Regions from separate parts of the Hordeum vulgare genome. Here region 1 is linked to region 2. Evidence: chromatin contacts called from public Hi-C data. All regions are on one chromosome and are shown on one strand. Each heading gives the region's core, a stretch centred on a gene start, on an enhancer-like site or on the middle of the called end of the contact. The rest is flanking DNA. Distances are from core to core; before and after follow the strand shown. Region 1 holds the start of LOC123407387 (probable E3 ubiquitin-protein ligase ARI8). Region 2 holds the start of LOC123412665 (deoxyribodipyrimidine photo-lyase).

Region 1 (5,066 bases), core at 598-3,097, 680 kb before region 2:
TACTGGACCGAAATAAGGAACTAACCATTTATAGTGGTGAAGAAGGACAGATGCTTCTTCCCTTGGAATGAACAGTAATGCAGATACCTCACTTATATCTTCCTCTTGGCGTTCAGATATATCCTTTTCAGTTAAAACAATGTATCTCTGTAGATAGCAGGAACAGAAACTCTTTTAGAGACTCAAGCATATAGCATAAAGCAATATGACGTGGAAGAGTAAATCAACAGGAGAATGCAATGCCAGTTTGTAAATCATGTAAAGAAAGAACCAACTTGATTTTCCAAAAACCACAGTATCCGACTAGTTCTCCAGCTCTTTGCCATCAGGACAGAAAGCTATCAAATCAGCAACCTATTAGCATCTAAAGGTTAACATAGATCATGAATTGGCACACCTATTGGATGTGCCCAAGCATAAATCTTGCCTGCTGAACACTGGGCAGAGCCTGTAGAAGCAGTGCATCCACGATCAAGCTAATCATCCATTTACATTGACAGGGCAAAACTAGAGAAATAAAAAGAGATGCAAACCTGCAACCCATCTCACTGCTTACTAATGAAAAATCTGATCCACTAACTGATATCATATTCACCAAGTATAACTAAATCAAGCATTGTCATGTGCATCATTTGTGTTTAAATTTTAATCATCAATTTACAACTGTTGGAACCGAATCACTCAGCTCCTCTCTCTCGCGCGCGCGGTTGTTTCTCACAACACGCACAAGCACACAAGTACTACGAACAAAGTCGGTTTCTTTCTTCTCTTTTGGTGCTGCGATTGCTGCAGCTGGCTGGGCTTTCCCTTATCTATAACTGGAAGGAACTAGTACAAAACTAACTTAGTTGACTTCTTACAGCCTATTAGACTTGTTGAGTTGACCCACTGACTTAGCCTAAGAAAAAAACTCGACTCACTATCTTACACCCTAAGGAAAAGACTCGACTCATTGACTAACTGCAGCATGAGCAATTACAACAAGGATTATATCTAACAGCGACAGCCACAAGGTACAAGCAGGCCAAGCGAGCTCTAACAAAAGGCTGACAGTTTGGCAATGAACAGCAATGCTCCTTGAAAAATTCCCCGCACTCAAATGGGCCAAATGTCATAATCGTCACACCCGCAAGGGCATATGACCCTATAGTTTTAGCAACCGATCTCCCAAGAGAACCGCGCGACTCAGCATCAGGCGACAGGCCACCGCTCACCGCTAGAGCAGCTAAGAACTAACTAAGAACTGTTCACCTTTTCCGAGTGGATGTGACATTATTACTCTGTAGAGTTTCCCCAGCCCGATTGGTCTCAAACCCTAACAATCCCCAAAAAGGCGAAAGCACCACGGAAGCAAGGGCCCGATCTGTGTCCGGGCATATGGATTGATTCAACGGCTCACCTGCTCGCGCCTGGAGACGGCCTCGTCGCTCCCCTCGGCCTCCTGGCCCTCGTAGCCTCCGGCCAATAAATCCTCTTCGCCGGAGGCGGCGCCGCCGCTGGCGTCCCCGTCGTCGCACTCACCCTCGTCGCTGCAGTAGTAGTAGTCCTCGTCGTCCACCATCTCCTCGTCGCTGGCGACGGGCATCTCGGAGTCGGAGTCCATTGCGCTTGCCAAATCTGACGATCGGCGGATCGGGCGGAAGTGGCCGGGGGCGCGACCGGGTAGGAGGTAGGGTTCCGGCGAGGTGGGCGGGGCGGGGCGGGCGGGGTAGGAGGCGGTGAGGAAGATGTGCGAGACCGATGGAGTTGCGTGGGCGAGTCGGCAGCGGCACCGAGGTGATGCTGGGTTTTCTAACGAGTCTTTTCGGGGTTTCCCAAGGGCCGGAGCCGGAGAGTATTACTACTGCTGGTCACTCTGTGTTTCTGTCGGTATCGGAGTAGTAACATACTCCTACTCCGTATTTCACGAGTGCGTTTCAATCCTAACTCGGTAAGATTAAGATTTCTCGTTATGACTCTGGGTCTCGGAGATCAAGATTTCTCGTTTTAGTTAGAGGTATGTTTGGAACGTGCTTTCGCACGGAACAGTTTCTTCCCGCTCTGTATTAGACTATCCACAATAAAAATAATATAGTAGGTAGTAAAAAAAGCCTATACTAAGCGTCATCCGTGTGCGGTTAGCAAAAAGCAGCCCTGTGGATATACCTTTAATCAAATCATCAGTTAATACTATCCGCAGTCGACGCCTTCCACAGCTCGGTCCTCACCCACTAGCAGCGTTTATCTACAACTACATCGGTTGCGTCTGAAAGCATCCCTCGCGGCGCACGAGGACCATTTCGATCAACGCCATATCGGAGCGTCGCGGCTCAGTTTGCAGCAAGACAACCATCGACGTCGTCGTCGCATCACCGTCTAGCACGGCGGTGCCTTGGCAGCACTGGCTCGCAACACCGACTTCCTACAACCCCTGCGGTCCCCTCACACCATTCCTCACGCTTCTATCGAGATGATGTTGTTGCAGTCCACTCCCAACAACACCACGCCATGTTGTCGATGGTCGTCGGAACATTTCGACGGTCATCGGACTGTTGCAGCAACGCTTCGCCGCGTCGTGGCAGGTCGTTGCAGCATCTCGACGGTCGTCGGACCTTTGCAGCAGCAGCAGTACGCCTCATCGCATCGTGGGTGATCGCCGCGACACCTCGCCGGTCGTCAGACCTTTGCAACAACATCATCGCCTCATCGCTCCGTGGGCGATCATCGCAGCATCTCGACGGTCATCTGACCTTTGCAGCAGCAACATCGCCTCATCGCTTCGTGGGCAATCATCGCAACATCCCGACGGTCGCTAGACCGTTGCAACATCGTGGCGGTCAACGGACCATTGCCGGAGCAACTCTAACGTTGTCCCTAGCATTGTCACACGGTTGCGCCGTGGCATCACCGATGACCCCTCGATGCTGCTCCATGGCATCTCGCGTCGCTGCACTGCGAACCTCGATGGTGTTACGTCGTAGCACCGACGACCTCGACGCTGCTCCATTGCAGCTCGCGTCGTGACACCACGCCGCCCGTTGATGCTCCGTCGCATCACCGAAGGGCGCGGACAATGATGCGACGTAGGATGACAGTCTGTGCAACATCTGACTGCTTGAACGACTGCGGTGATGCTAGGCATGTTGTGACGGCAACGGTGATGACGCGACCGCATGCTACGAATTCCTATGGTGTACTCTGAAGGCCGAGGCGATGTTGCAAGACATCCCAACTGCTTCGACGATGCTGCGGCGGGCAAGACATGGGCACGGCAATATGCTCGAACACCCGCGGTGTACTTCGACGGCCACAACAATGCTTCAACGACATGCTTCGATGGCCGTGATGATGCTACAAGGTGTGCTGCGACGTCGTCTTCCCGACTGCTTTGATAATACTGCGATGGCCGCGACGTTGGTACAACAACATGCTTCGAACACTTGTGGTGTGCCTCGACGGCGCGATAATGCTTCAATGGCATAGTTCGACGGACGTGATGATTCTATGAGACGTGTTTCGACGAGCTCGGCGATGGCGCTACGACATGCTTTCTAATGCCCATGTTGTGCTTCGACGCTTGTGATCACGTCGTGGCGATATGGTTCGACGGCACAACCACATCGATGTTATGCCTGACTGTTTTGATGATAATGCGGCAACGTGTTTCACGGTCGTGACAGTGTTACGATGACGGACATGATTGCTTCGATGATGATGCGATGACCGTCCCGATGCGGCAATGACGGCCCGGCTGCTTCGATGATGTTGTGATGGCATGCTTCGAAGAAGGCAGCAGCGTCAAGGACGCGACTATGACGGTCTGACCGTTAGCAACCTTGATTTGATGAGAGCTTGCTAGTACCAAATGAACCAACACCCACGATCAGCATCGAGAAAGATGGTGTTCTGGTATTGTACCATCACATGTGTAGCTACTTAGTAAAAATCACTCGTGTGAAGTACATGCAAACGAGGATCATTTAAATAGGCAGTCGTCGGAACGCTGCCTGGCTACCTTCATGGGTGGAAGACACAGCGCTCGCGTGTGGGAGACAACGCTTCTCGCGCCACACGATCATGTGGGATCGTACGACGTTGGACGCGGTTGTAAAGACAAGAAAGCATCCAACTTATTTGAAGCGTTTTCCTAAAAATAGATGTCACATAAGAAAAAAAATATTACGTGTCAACTAATTAATGAAAAGAGAGAGAAATTGAGTAACTTAGCTAGTTACTAACACTATGGTTAACATAACGCATATCAAGTCAAAATGAGTTTATAAGCTAATAAATGAAAAACTAGTAACATATGCATATTACTACTCTATGTTACTCTCCATTGTGAGTAGTCTTACAAAACAACCAACTCATACAGCCAACAATAGGTGCTCGAGCAGAAGCAGCACAGTCATGCCCAAAAGAAATGAAAGAGAAAATACAAAAGGAAAATGCCGACAACGGCACATCGATAAAAATGAAGAAGCCTCGCGACCACCGGATATCTCCCACCAAACTCAAAGACTCTGAAGCGCCGGTATCAATCAACATCTCCAAGAAGGAACCCGACGATGACGACGTTGTTGCCAAGGGTTTCCCCTCGTACACGGCGAGTGTCGAGGGATTAACTCTCTCAATAGTATGGGGGTACGAATGAATGAGGGCGAAGCCTAACTACGACACAAGCATAACACTCGGTTTCACAAGTTCAGGCCCCCACTCGGAAGTGGTAACAACCCAACGTCTCGAGCCCGGAGGCTTAGTATTTGCTTATGGGGGGTGTTGATTACAAAAAGGTCGGAACCCCTACTCCGGCGCCCGGAGGTGGCTTATAAAGAGTGTGCGCCACCGGTCTCGCGCCATTACAAAGGTCCATTACGAGGCCCTTAAACACAAGTAACTGATGGTGTTATTGATGTTGTTATCTTCATTGAGGCGTTACATGTAACGTGCGGTCATCATGGCACTTCATGTGAGTGGCAGAAACCCCTTGGACGTTGTGGCTTCTGAGGTGGTTCCTCTTCTTCGTGACCGAGTGTTGGTTTGCAACCGACTGGCAGAGCGTCGTCCGAGTGATGACCCAGATCCGA
Region 2 (4,820 bases), core at 1,457-3,956:
ATCTTACACTAAAATTTGGCAAGTTTAGTTTCTCACTCATTATGACTGTATGATGTGCTTCATGTGTTTTATGAATTGAAGCTATTTGCCAGCACCGAGAAATGTAAAATAATAAACTCTACAATGTTGCCAAACATCTCAAAATTACCTTGTCATTCAAATATATTGCTATTGAAAGTGCTTCTTCAGGTCCACTGGTCCATTCTAGAATTTTTTTGGCCCAATACATTCTGCAGAAAACCACCATATCAGGGCAGAGCAGTATGCTTTACAATGAACTTAACTGCAGAAGTAAACTACACGGCTTGTGACCCCAAGATGAAAGTGGAGCATAGGTGCTCAAATGTTCTTTTTCTAAATCGCTCAGATTTGCCACCTACTTGGACCTGCAAGATCTTCATGGGCTAAATCGCACAGATTTGCCACCGTTCCTGGATTATACTTCCTACGTTCCTAAATATAAGTTTTTTTTTAGAGATTTCACTACGGACTACATACGGAGCAAAATGAATGAATCCACACTCTAAAGTATGTCTACATACATCCGTATGTAGTTCATAGTGGAATCTCTAAAAAGACTTATATTTAGGAAGGGAGTGAGTATTTATAGGGCATAATTAGTTTAGTTTTTCATATTTTTAGCAACAAGAATAATCTCACGCAATTCATACCAGCCCAAATGACATCAAAATAATGAAATATCAAATAAAATGCATTAAAAATATGATATCTAAAGTAGGCAACTAGGCATAATTTATTTTACCGCATGAATCCATGCATTTTTCCATGGTGGACCATCTCCAACTGTGATGCATTCCAGAGCTGATGAAGAATCAAGGAAGAGAACACATAACTCGATTAGTAAATGAGAGTTATCTCCAGTAGTAGAACGTGTTTTTTAAAACATACAGGATCAGCTGTTTTTGCATTCTCAAGCTGCTCCCTCCTGCAAGCCAAGGTAAATTCTAGTTAAGGAGCCTTTTGCCTCACTGCTGACAAGCAGATATACATATATAGCCCAAATAGTATCTTACGTGTAAATGTGTTCTCTTTTGTCGGCAGCATGATCCTTCAGTGTCTTCCTCGCCCACTCCCAAGCACCTGCTACCGAATCATAGTGAGGCTGATAGTAGCAGAAATTGTCGGCTAGCTCCCTCCTTATTATCAGCTCCTCCAAGAAAGCATCCACTGACTGTTCCCAAACAATTGATATTTCAGATTTGCAGTTTGGTACTATTAAGAAGAAATATATTCTGACATCTAATGATATATTATTTTATTGCATGGGTCTCAAACCAAAAGCTTGACAAAGAAAACAATGGCACCTTGGGACTAAGATGGCGACGCTTTTTTGCCTCGAGAGCACATCTTTGTGCTGAAATATGCCCAAAATGCAGGTAGGGAGAGAGGCCAGACAATGCCGTTGGCTTTGTGGGATAATTCCGGTCCGAATCATAGCTCTTAATCCTTTTCGTTAGGAACCCATCCTTGGTACCCAGAAGTGCCTCCATTGCCGCCGCCTCGCCCGGCTCACACCAGTCAATCTCAGGCACGTCCTCTGCCTGGCTGCAACATCAGCAAAGAATCAAACACCACTCATAACAAATTTCTTCAGTCCAAATCACATATGCAGTAAATTTGTCGCAACGCATCCGGACCTGCAAACCGTGTCAATCAGCATATCCCAATCAATGTCCTTTGGCTGCTCCCTGTCCCATGGCACCACCTGTGCTAACTCGGGGAACTCGACCAGGTACTCGTCCAAGACCTTGTTCATCTTGCTTCTGAAGGTCTTGGCAGAGTACTCCAGCTTCCCCGATGCCGCCCATACCGGCACCACGTTGTGCGCGTCTACCTGTGTGCCAATGCCACAAAGCCCGCATGTCTCTCAGTCGAATTCCGCTGAAAACGACTGCAACTTCCCTTGTGATTCCGATTCGAATTCTACCTGGTGAACAGCCACACTGGCAGCATCCCGCCCCAGCGTGCCGACCACTGCGTCCAGCGCCTCGCGAACCGGCCGGAGCGGTGAGAAGTCGGCGACCAGCGCCGACGCCCCGAGCCGCCACACCAGCGCTGGTATCTCAGTGGGCCCACCTGTCAGCGAAACGTTATTAAACGGTTACAGTACATTTCTCGTACCGGGAAATCGATTCCCTTTTTCGAAAAGCGGAGCCTATAAAGTCGGCCACCAGAAGGGGATCAAGGCGAAAGGCGTACCGGTAAGGAGGAAGAAGGGGATGCGGCGGGTGGCAGCGTCGGCGGCGAGCCGGCGGAGGCCACGGAGGAGGAATCCGAGTTGCCGGCGGCGCGCGGAGAGGAGGAACGGCTTCGGGAACAGGGAGAACGCGACGGCGAGCGGCGCCGCGGAAGCGGCGGCGAGGCTCGCCGCGTGGAGGAGCGCCCAGTTGTCGGCTAGCCGCTGGTCTCGCAGCATCCAGTAGACCACCGGGCCAGGCTTCGCGCCAGCAGGGGGCAGGCCCTGCCCCGGGTGGAGCACCCGCACGCGAGCTTGGTGGACCGGTGCGGTGACCACCGGGCCTGGGCTAGGGCTTGCGGTCGGCGCCATCGCGCGGTGGGAGACGGTTCGACGGGGACGAAAGAAGAGGGAGGGAATGCGGGGGTTGATCAAACTTGCGCCTGCACTTTGGGTGCTCTCGGTGTAGGAAGGCTGGAGCTTTTGGCTACTGGGCTGTTTGGGTGATTGGGTCTCAGGGTTGATGGTGTATAAATTGGGTCTTGGCAGGCACTTCACGAGGTGGTGTGAGTTATGGCCAGAAAACGGCCACGTAAGGGCCATAGGTCCACACTAAACAAAAAGGGCCATGGGTCCACACTAAACGCTACGGCAAATACGGCCTGGTTAGAGCAACCCTGAGAGAGGAAGAGGGGGAAAAAAAAGAGAGAGAGCAAAGCCAGCGTTTATTTTATCGCACGTCTATAACGCACCAAACTACTACAAAATAGAGGAAAATCCTATTCGTAGTTTGGAAACCTTTGAAGTTTCTACCAGTTTTCCGGTTTTGGGAAACTTCTACAAAGTTTTCTGAATAGGTTTTTCTATTTTTTATTTTTTTTATTTTTTTCGTTTCTTTTTTATTTCGGTTTCTGTTTCAAAAAATGTTTTTGAATTATCAAAAAATATTCTTGATTTTTAAAAAATGTTCCATAATTTCAAAAAATTGCCCTTCATTCCAAAATTTGTTCTTAAGATTCAATTTTGTTCTTCGTTTCAGAACTTGTTCTCAAAATCTAAAAAATGTTCATGCTTTAAAAAATTGTACGCATTTTCAAATTTGTTTAGGATTTTTCAAAACTTTTCTCGATTACAAAATTTGTTCTCAAAATTTGAAAAATGTTCATGCTTTAAAATTTTGTTCGTGCTTCTAAATTTGTTTGGGTTTTCAAAATTGGCCTCCATTTCAAAAATTTGTTCTCAAGATTCAGAAAATATCCATGCTCTAGAAAACTTGTTTACACTTCCAAATTCGTTCACTATTTTTCAAAATTGTTATCGGTTTCAAAATTTGTTCTTAAAATTCAAAAATGTTCGTGCTTTTACATATTTGTTCGCGCTTTCAAATTTGTTTGTGGTTTTTCAAAATTGTTCCCCTTTTCCAAATTTTGTTCTAAAGATTAAAAAAAATTCGTGCTTTTAAAAAATTGTTCGCGTTTCCAAATTTATTCAAGTTTTTACAAAATTGTTGTCTGTTTCAAAATTTATTCTCATAATTCAAAAAATGTTTGTGCTTTAAAAATTTGTCCGCGCTTCCAAATTTGTTTGGGGCTTTTCAAAATTGATATCCATTTCTAAATTTTGTTCTCAAGATTCAAAAAATGTCCGTGCTCTAAAAAAACTTTTCGCGCTTCCAAACTTGTTCACGGTTTTGAAATTTGTTTTCAAAATTCAAAAATGTTCGTGCTTTACAAATTTGCTCGCGCTTTCAAATTTGATCATGGTTTTTGAAAATCGTTCTCCTTTTCAAAATTTTGTTCTAAATATTAAAACATGTTCATGATTTCAAAAATTGTTCGCGCTTCTAAATTTATTCACGTTTTTCAAAAATGTTCTCGGTTTCAAAATTTGTTCTCAAATTTCAAAAAATGTTCGTGTTTTAAAAAAAAATCGCGCTTTCAAATTTGTCGGAGTTTCTCAAAACTGTTCTGCTTTGTAAAATTTTGTTCTCAAGATTCAAAAATATTCGTGCTTTAAAAAATTGTTCGCACTTCCAAATTTGTTCACGATTTTTCATAATTGTTCTTCAAATTGGAAAAATCTTATTGCTTCAAATACAAAAGAAATGGAAAAAGGAAATAAAAAACGAACCAAAAAATGTTCTTATTTTCAAAATTTGTTCTTCAGATTCAAAAAATGTTCGTGCTTTTAAAAATTGTTCAGACTTCCAAATTTGTTTGGGGTTTTCAAAATTGTTCTCCATTTCAAAATTTTGGTCCCAAGATTCAAAAAATGTTCGTGCTTTAAAAAATTGTTCGTCGTCCCAAATTCGTTAAGTATTTTTCAAAATTGTTCTTGGTTTTAAAATTTATTCTCAAAATTAAAAAAATGTTCGTTCTTTAAAAAATTGTTTGCGCTTTCAAATTTGCTCTCTGATTTAAAAATCATTTACGTTTTAAAAAAATGATTGAGAAATTCAACATTTGTTCGCTTTGATAAAAATAGAAAAAAAGGAAAACGGGCCAAAAAAGAAAAAACGGAAATAACAAAAAAGAAAAAACAGAAAAAAGAAAGAAAGTAAATTATCTGATTTTCGTGGACAAAAAAAAAAGTTGGGCCGACCGAGTCGGGCGCTCCCCTTTGC

The links. A called contact is a pair of places that touch in the nucleus more often than the background predicts.
Region 1: a Hi-C map of leaf shows a contact between it and region 2, with 8 times the contacts expected there. The contact joins the promoter of LOC123407387 here to the promoter of LOC123412665 in region 2. A contact is called at or near these places in 2 of 6 Hi-C or Micro-C datasets (leaf and seedling).

Annotation. Positions count from the first base shown.
Region 1 is chr7H:219,243,199-219,248,264 of MorexV3_pseudomolecules_assembly, reverse strand. LOC123407387 (probable E3 ubiquitin-protein ligase ARI8) reads right to left here and starts at 1,847. Exons shown (of 15, transcript XM_045100513.1): 1 at 1,400-1,847; 2 at 26-147. The coding sequence starts at 1,603.
Region 2 is chr7H:218,568,939-218,573,758 of MorexV3_pseudomolecules_assembly, reverse strand. It overlaps LOC123412665 (deoxyribodipyrimidine photo-lyase), which reads right to left and starts at 2,706. Exons shown (of 10, transcript XM_045105612.1): 1 at 2,221-2,706; 2 at 1,949-2,097; 3 at 1,659-1,855; 4 at 1,326-1,566; 5 at 1,035-1,192; 6 at 910-946; 7 at 764-822; 8 at 149-230. The coding sequence starts at 2,569.